Linked DNA regions of Columba livia: region 2 is linked to region 1. The links are chromatin contacts, called in public Hi-C maps. All regions are on one chromosome and are shown on one strand. The core of a region is the stretch at or near the end of the contact, and the rest is flanking DNA. Distances in the headings are between cores, read along the strand shown.

Region 1 (2,698 bases), core at 129-2,628:
CATCACTGTGACTCTAAAGAGAACTTGCTGCCATGCACATGGGGATCCCAGTGTAGAGTGTAAAGCTTGATGAAGAAACCAAAGAGGATGCAGTTCACAGTGAATGATACCTTTCTCATCTTCTGCACGAATGCTGTGGATGTGAGGGCTGTGTAGTTTTACCATCCCTGTGTGAGTGTAGGTTTGTTTCTGCAAAACTCAGCAGGCTGTGTGGCAAATGATGGTGCAGCTTAAACAAGGTGTTAATTGTATATAGCCCAGGAATATTAATGGTAATAATATTCTGGTAAGCCTGCACTTGGGTATTGTTTGCTTTAAAAGACTTAGTGTTGAATAGAATCATAGAATGGTTTGGGTTGGAAGGCACCTTCAAAGGCCATCTAGTCCAACCCCTCTGCCATGAGCAGGGACATCTTCAGCTAGATCAGGTTGCTCAGAGCCCCGTCCAGCCTGGCCTTGAACGTCTCCAGGGATGGGGCATCCATCACCTCTCTGGGCAATTGGTTCCAGTGTTTCATTGCCCTCACTGTAAAAAAATTTCTTCCTCTTATCTAATCTGAATCTCCTGTCCTGTAGTTTAAAACCATTATCCCTTGTCTGTTCATAACATTCCCTTCCAAAAAGTCTGTCCCCACCCTTCTTATAGGCCCCTTTTAAGTACTAAAAGGCTGCAATGAGGTCTGCCCGGAGCCTTCTCTTCTTCAGGCTGAACCACTCCAGCTCTCTAAGACTTTTCTCAAAGGAGATGTGTTTCAGCCCTCTGTTCATTTCTGTGGCTGCTCTCCAACAGGTCTATGTGTTTCCTGTACTGAGGACTCCAGAGCTGGATGCAGAACTCCAGGTGACGTCTCCCTCTGGGTTTTCAAACCAGAAACGCAACAGAAGTAGTGTTTCTTCTCCCCGAGATTTTAAACACAAATTAAACTGGCGTTGGTCACAGCGCAGTGGAAGCTTCACTTACCGACGCCCCCCACCAAATCCGCCCTGGGAGGGAGGCGGCAGCGCCAGCACCGCAGGGCAGCGCTAGGCCAGCAGGGGGCGGCAGAGCTCCAGCCATGTGTCGCGCCTCCTGGCGGCCCCCGTGCCGCAGCGCGGCGCTCTCTCCCGGCTGGCCCGGGACAGGCGACATGGGCGTTCTCCGTGCGACCGGGCAGCGTCCTGCAGCTGCCGTGCGTGTCTTTTCTCAGCAACAGCGCTCAAGGGGCAGCTTCCAGTTTTGAGTGTGCTCACATACCCCAAGTAAGGGACACTAGGTCTCTCTGCTCACCTTGCAGCAGGAATGAAATATCTGACAGCCCACGGGCTCCTAGAAACCGTTTTGTATGGTTTTCCAAATTTTGTTTTTGTGCTATTCTGCATTTAGCCACACTTTTCTTAGCATCCCTGCAAGATCCCTCTAGAAAGGTAGTGAAGATGAAGGAAAAGCCAGACAGAAGTCTCTCAGACTGATGAGGCACACACAGGTTTCCCTATTCCTGTCTATCTCTGCAGCAGGTCTTGAAGTCTTACTGATTTCCCTATGAAATGGCTTGCTTGGTGCCTTGTTTGCTTCTTTGCCCTTTGGTTTGCAGCAGCATAGTAGAGGCTCACTGTTCTCTCTGCTCTCAGCAAGTACAAAGCAGCCCCTGTCTCTGTGGGTTCAGCACAGCATCTAAGCAGGCAAGTAATTTCATCGCTATTCAGCAAAACACTTAGCCACATGCTTACCTTTAATTATGTACTTAAACCAAAGACTTGTGAACTTGTGTAATGCTCTTATTCTGGTCTCATGCTGGACAGCACAGGACTTAGCAAGATGCTTGTTAATGCATCTTAATGTTAATGCAAGTTAAATAAGTACTCAATCATTTCCTGGATCAGGACCTAAATAGAAGATTGCTCTACCTTGTACTTAAAATTAGATCGTTTAGTTTCAAAGTCAGGGCACTTCCCTGAAGCCACATCAATTTGCCATAAATAGTTCTTGGAGGCAATGCCCTTGGGGTCTCATCCAGACCCCTTTGATCAGGCTCCTATTGACGTCAGTGGATTTACTTCAGGCCCAGTGTCCCTGCAGAGGAGCAGGAAGGAAGGAAGCAAGGAAGGAAGGAGGCAGCTGAGATCACACCCTGTTGCCTGACCCCCCAAGTGACACTGATGAGAGCCGGCAACAAAGGCTCATCGGCCTCCTCCTCTCCCATGGTTGGCAGCGGGTTGCAGGAGACCAGCAGGGTGGGAGGAGCAGCAGCATTGCACCCTGCAGGAGAGTGGGTGCCTGAAAATCACGCAGCCCACCCTTCTCCTCTCTTTTACTGACGTGCCTCAGAGTTATAGAACATAGAAGGTGAATTAAAATAGGTCAGTTTCGTAAAATGTGCTGGGCTGTATTTGACATTGTGGTTAGACAGGACTGACTTATTGTCCACAAGCTTTAAAACAAGGTGGTGACTCTCATGTCAGAAGTCCAGCAAACTGAGTGCTCCGTGTATAATGTGAGTCTGTAGCTGTGGTCCTCCAGCACAAATACAGGTTTTGAAGAGCTTTTAGCTCTATTTTCTTTGAAGAGGTGAAATGGATAAATCAACAACAACAACAACAAAAAAGAATTAGAACATAGTCATAAATTTACATGCCTCTAAATAGTAATATATCCACTACAGAAAAATAAAGGAAAATATTATGAGGATGTTTTGGTTTTAAGTGTCTGAATGAGATATTG
Region 2 (2,698 bases), core at 93-2,592, 330 kb after region 1:
TTGGGAAAGACATTCACAGAGCAAGAAGCTTCAAGAGCCCAGTGAGCGAGCCCTCACTGTCCCTTTCCGGAGTGGTTCTGTTACAGACTCAAAAGACCCTGCCAAAGTAAGCGGCAGATGCAGATACCAGGTCCACACTTACCAAAGAGCAGCAATGACTATGTAAAACGCTCCACACTCAGCCAAGTCAATAGGAAGAGGAGAACAAAGATGCAAAGAGAAGGATTTGTGTATTTGAAGTTGGGGAAACAGAAACGAAAGTGAAAGAACTGCTACCCCCCCACCCCAAAATGAGGTGGGGGGCGGGGAGAAGAAAAAAAAGAAAAACCAGCTACAACCTGAAAAACTGAAGTTGGAGGAAGCAAACCTCCCTCCAAAAATCATGAAGGCTTGCCCTGACCCTGGGAGGGGCAGCTCTCCAGTTTACAATAGACCGTGTTGGAGTTCTTGCATCGGCAACCTGGACGGTTGACGCGGTCGTAACACCCTCGACACAGTTTTAGGCATCCTTTTGCAGGAGGGTAGCAGAGCAAGCAAGGCAGAAACAAGGACATTGCTCCCATACACAGGTACCTAGAACAGCAGTGCGACTGGGAACAAGAGCAGGGATTATCCGCGTAAGAGTCCCCTTCATCGTCGTTAGAACAGTGGTAGAAGATCCCTTTGACCAAACACATGCAGGTGCTGTACTCCACCATGCTCTCTGCAGAGCACAAGCACTGCCGGTTGCAGGCCAGGCAAGAAGGGAGGGCCCTCGGGGCTGTGCACTCGCCGCACTTGCACTTCCCACACTGTTCGCAGATAAACTTGTGCTGCGCCAAGTCCTCTTTCAAAGGACCCTTCAGGTCATCCACAATCAGAGACGACTGCTTGGGCTGCGTCCGGATTGTCCGATCGGATCTGTGGCCCGAGCCTGGCCTGGATGGAGGTGACCGGCCCAGCAGCCCTTGCTCTGAGGAAGCACTGCTGTTGCTCCCAGAGCTCGCCGCGCTGCCCGTGCTAGTTGATCTGCTCAACACAGGAGCCCTTGCGTTATGCTGATGTGCCAAGTGCCCCACGTGGCTGGGTCTTTGTTCATAATTATTATTCACATTAATTGGTATAATTTCATGAGTCCTCTCATGCTTCTCTTGCCTCGGTGCTGTCCGTGGACCAGACTTTTTCACCACAGATGGACCTTCGGTGTATTCATTGCTGCCCCTGATCACCTTGATCTGGTCCAGTGACAGGATAGCTGTAGGCTGGCTCTCTCTTTCATAGTCCAGTCGCTGCCGGCTGTCCAAGGAGGGCTGCTGAATCACCACTAGTGAACCACCACTGCCATGCTGACTTTGGGGCTCCATCTGTAGTGATCTCTACTTCTGGCATTCAGTGGGAACCTGGCATGCATCTGAAATCCTAAAATAAGAAGACAGAACGCATAAATAAACATTGCATGTGTACATATATACACACATACACAAGATCAAGGGCAAAAGAGGAATAGAGAACAAGATAGTTTTCAAAAACCAAAATGATATGGCAAACCACAAGTCGTCCTAGCCACTTGGTACTGATCTTTCAGCAGGGGATTACAACAACGTTGAGGATCTGGCCAAAGTCCAGTAATGGGGAGAGTCTGGGTATGGCATCATAGACGAGGAATGCAAAGGAGACCCCAACTCATTAAAAATAAACGAATAAGAAAGTCCCATGTTAACTTGAATGCTTACTTGCTTCTCACCTGCTACTGAACTCAATGTCTAACTAGCAATAGCAATTCTGAATGCCCTAAAACTAGGTTGGAAACGTGCAGGAACACCATGAGGTTCGTGTATGGCAAAGTAAAGAACATGCACAATTCTCACTCATCTGTCTGAATATGCAGCATCAGAAAGCTCGACGGATTCTCTTGTTAGTACATTTGGAAAGTTTCCTTTGTGAAGTGACATGTGCATTACAGAGCCTCGAGCTAAGTACTGTCAAGTGGCCAAGACATTTTCTGTAAGAAAGCAACTCAGCATCCAAATCTAATATGTTCTTTATAAAACCAGAGCAAGGGTGCAAACAACCCATTTTTCTGATCACAGCCTGGGGTGTGAAAGAAAAACATGTTGAAAAGACTAAGATGAACTAGGTGTCAGATAACATTTTTATTAATCCTTAGGTACTTTTTAGATAACAAAAAGAAAACAACACACAAACCTAAAACACAACCACAGAACAAATCCATTTTCACAAGACAAACTTATTAGAAGCTTCTCACATAAATACATCCTCTACTCTTTTTATTTAAATGTTATGCATTTCCATCCTTTACGTTCTGCCTAGCTATCAACGTGAACATTGCAACATGGGTTCAGAAAGTTGCAGTGAAAGTCCTGTACCTCTATAAAGATTTAGAGGAATATTCAAATGCCATATATATATATGGAGAGTCATGAAAATAAACTGCTTTCCTTTACTAACAGCTGGGGGTGGAAGTCCTCCCTAAGATGTCATATACATTTACCTGAAAAAGGAGAAACAGCAGTGCTATGCAATCAAGCATTTCCAAATAACTCATCCAATAATCACGAGAAAGAACCTGTCTTGCCTACGCAGACCCCAGCCAGCATGAAGCTGTTCTCCACTCAAGAGAGAAAAAGGCACAGGGATTGGCAAGAGCAGGAAAGGTTTCTTCTAACAGGTAGTTATGCATTTTTTATCATTCTGTCCA

The links. Hi-C and Micro-C count contacts between places; a contact is called where the count stands out from the background.
Region 2: a contact with region 1 is called in a Hi-C map of crop, with 3 times the contacts expected there. The contact joins the promoter of SPRY1 here to the enhancer-like site in region 1. A contact is called at or near these places in 2 of 2 Hi-C or Micro-C datasets (crop and liver).

Annotation. Positions count from the first base shown.
Region 1 is chr4:65,551,858-65,554,555 of bColLiv1.pat.W.v2, forward strand. All of the region lies in intron 1 of LOC135579479 (a long non-coding RNA gene), which reads left to right. Among named protein-coding and RNA genes, the nearest start is that of ANKRD50, 170 kb to the left of the region's middle. Within about 2 kb of position 1,379, at least 2 of the 3 cell types and tissues checked have an H3K27ac peak away from gene starts, as active enhancers do.
Region 2 is chr4:65,884,127-65,886,824 of bColLiv1.pat.W.v2, forward strand. It overlaps SPRY1 (sprouty RTK signaling antagonist 1), which reads right to left and starts at 1,343. Exons shown (of 1, transcript XM_021298668.2): 1 at 1-1,343. The coding sequence starts at 1,343. The coding sequence ends at 381. AFG2A (AFG2 AAA ATPase homolog A) reads right to left here. Exons shown (of 16, transcript XM_065062123.1): 16 at 1,261-1,398. The coding sequence ends at 1,369.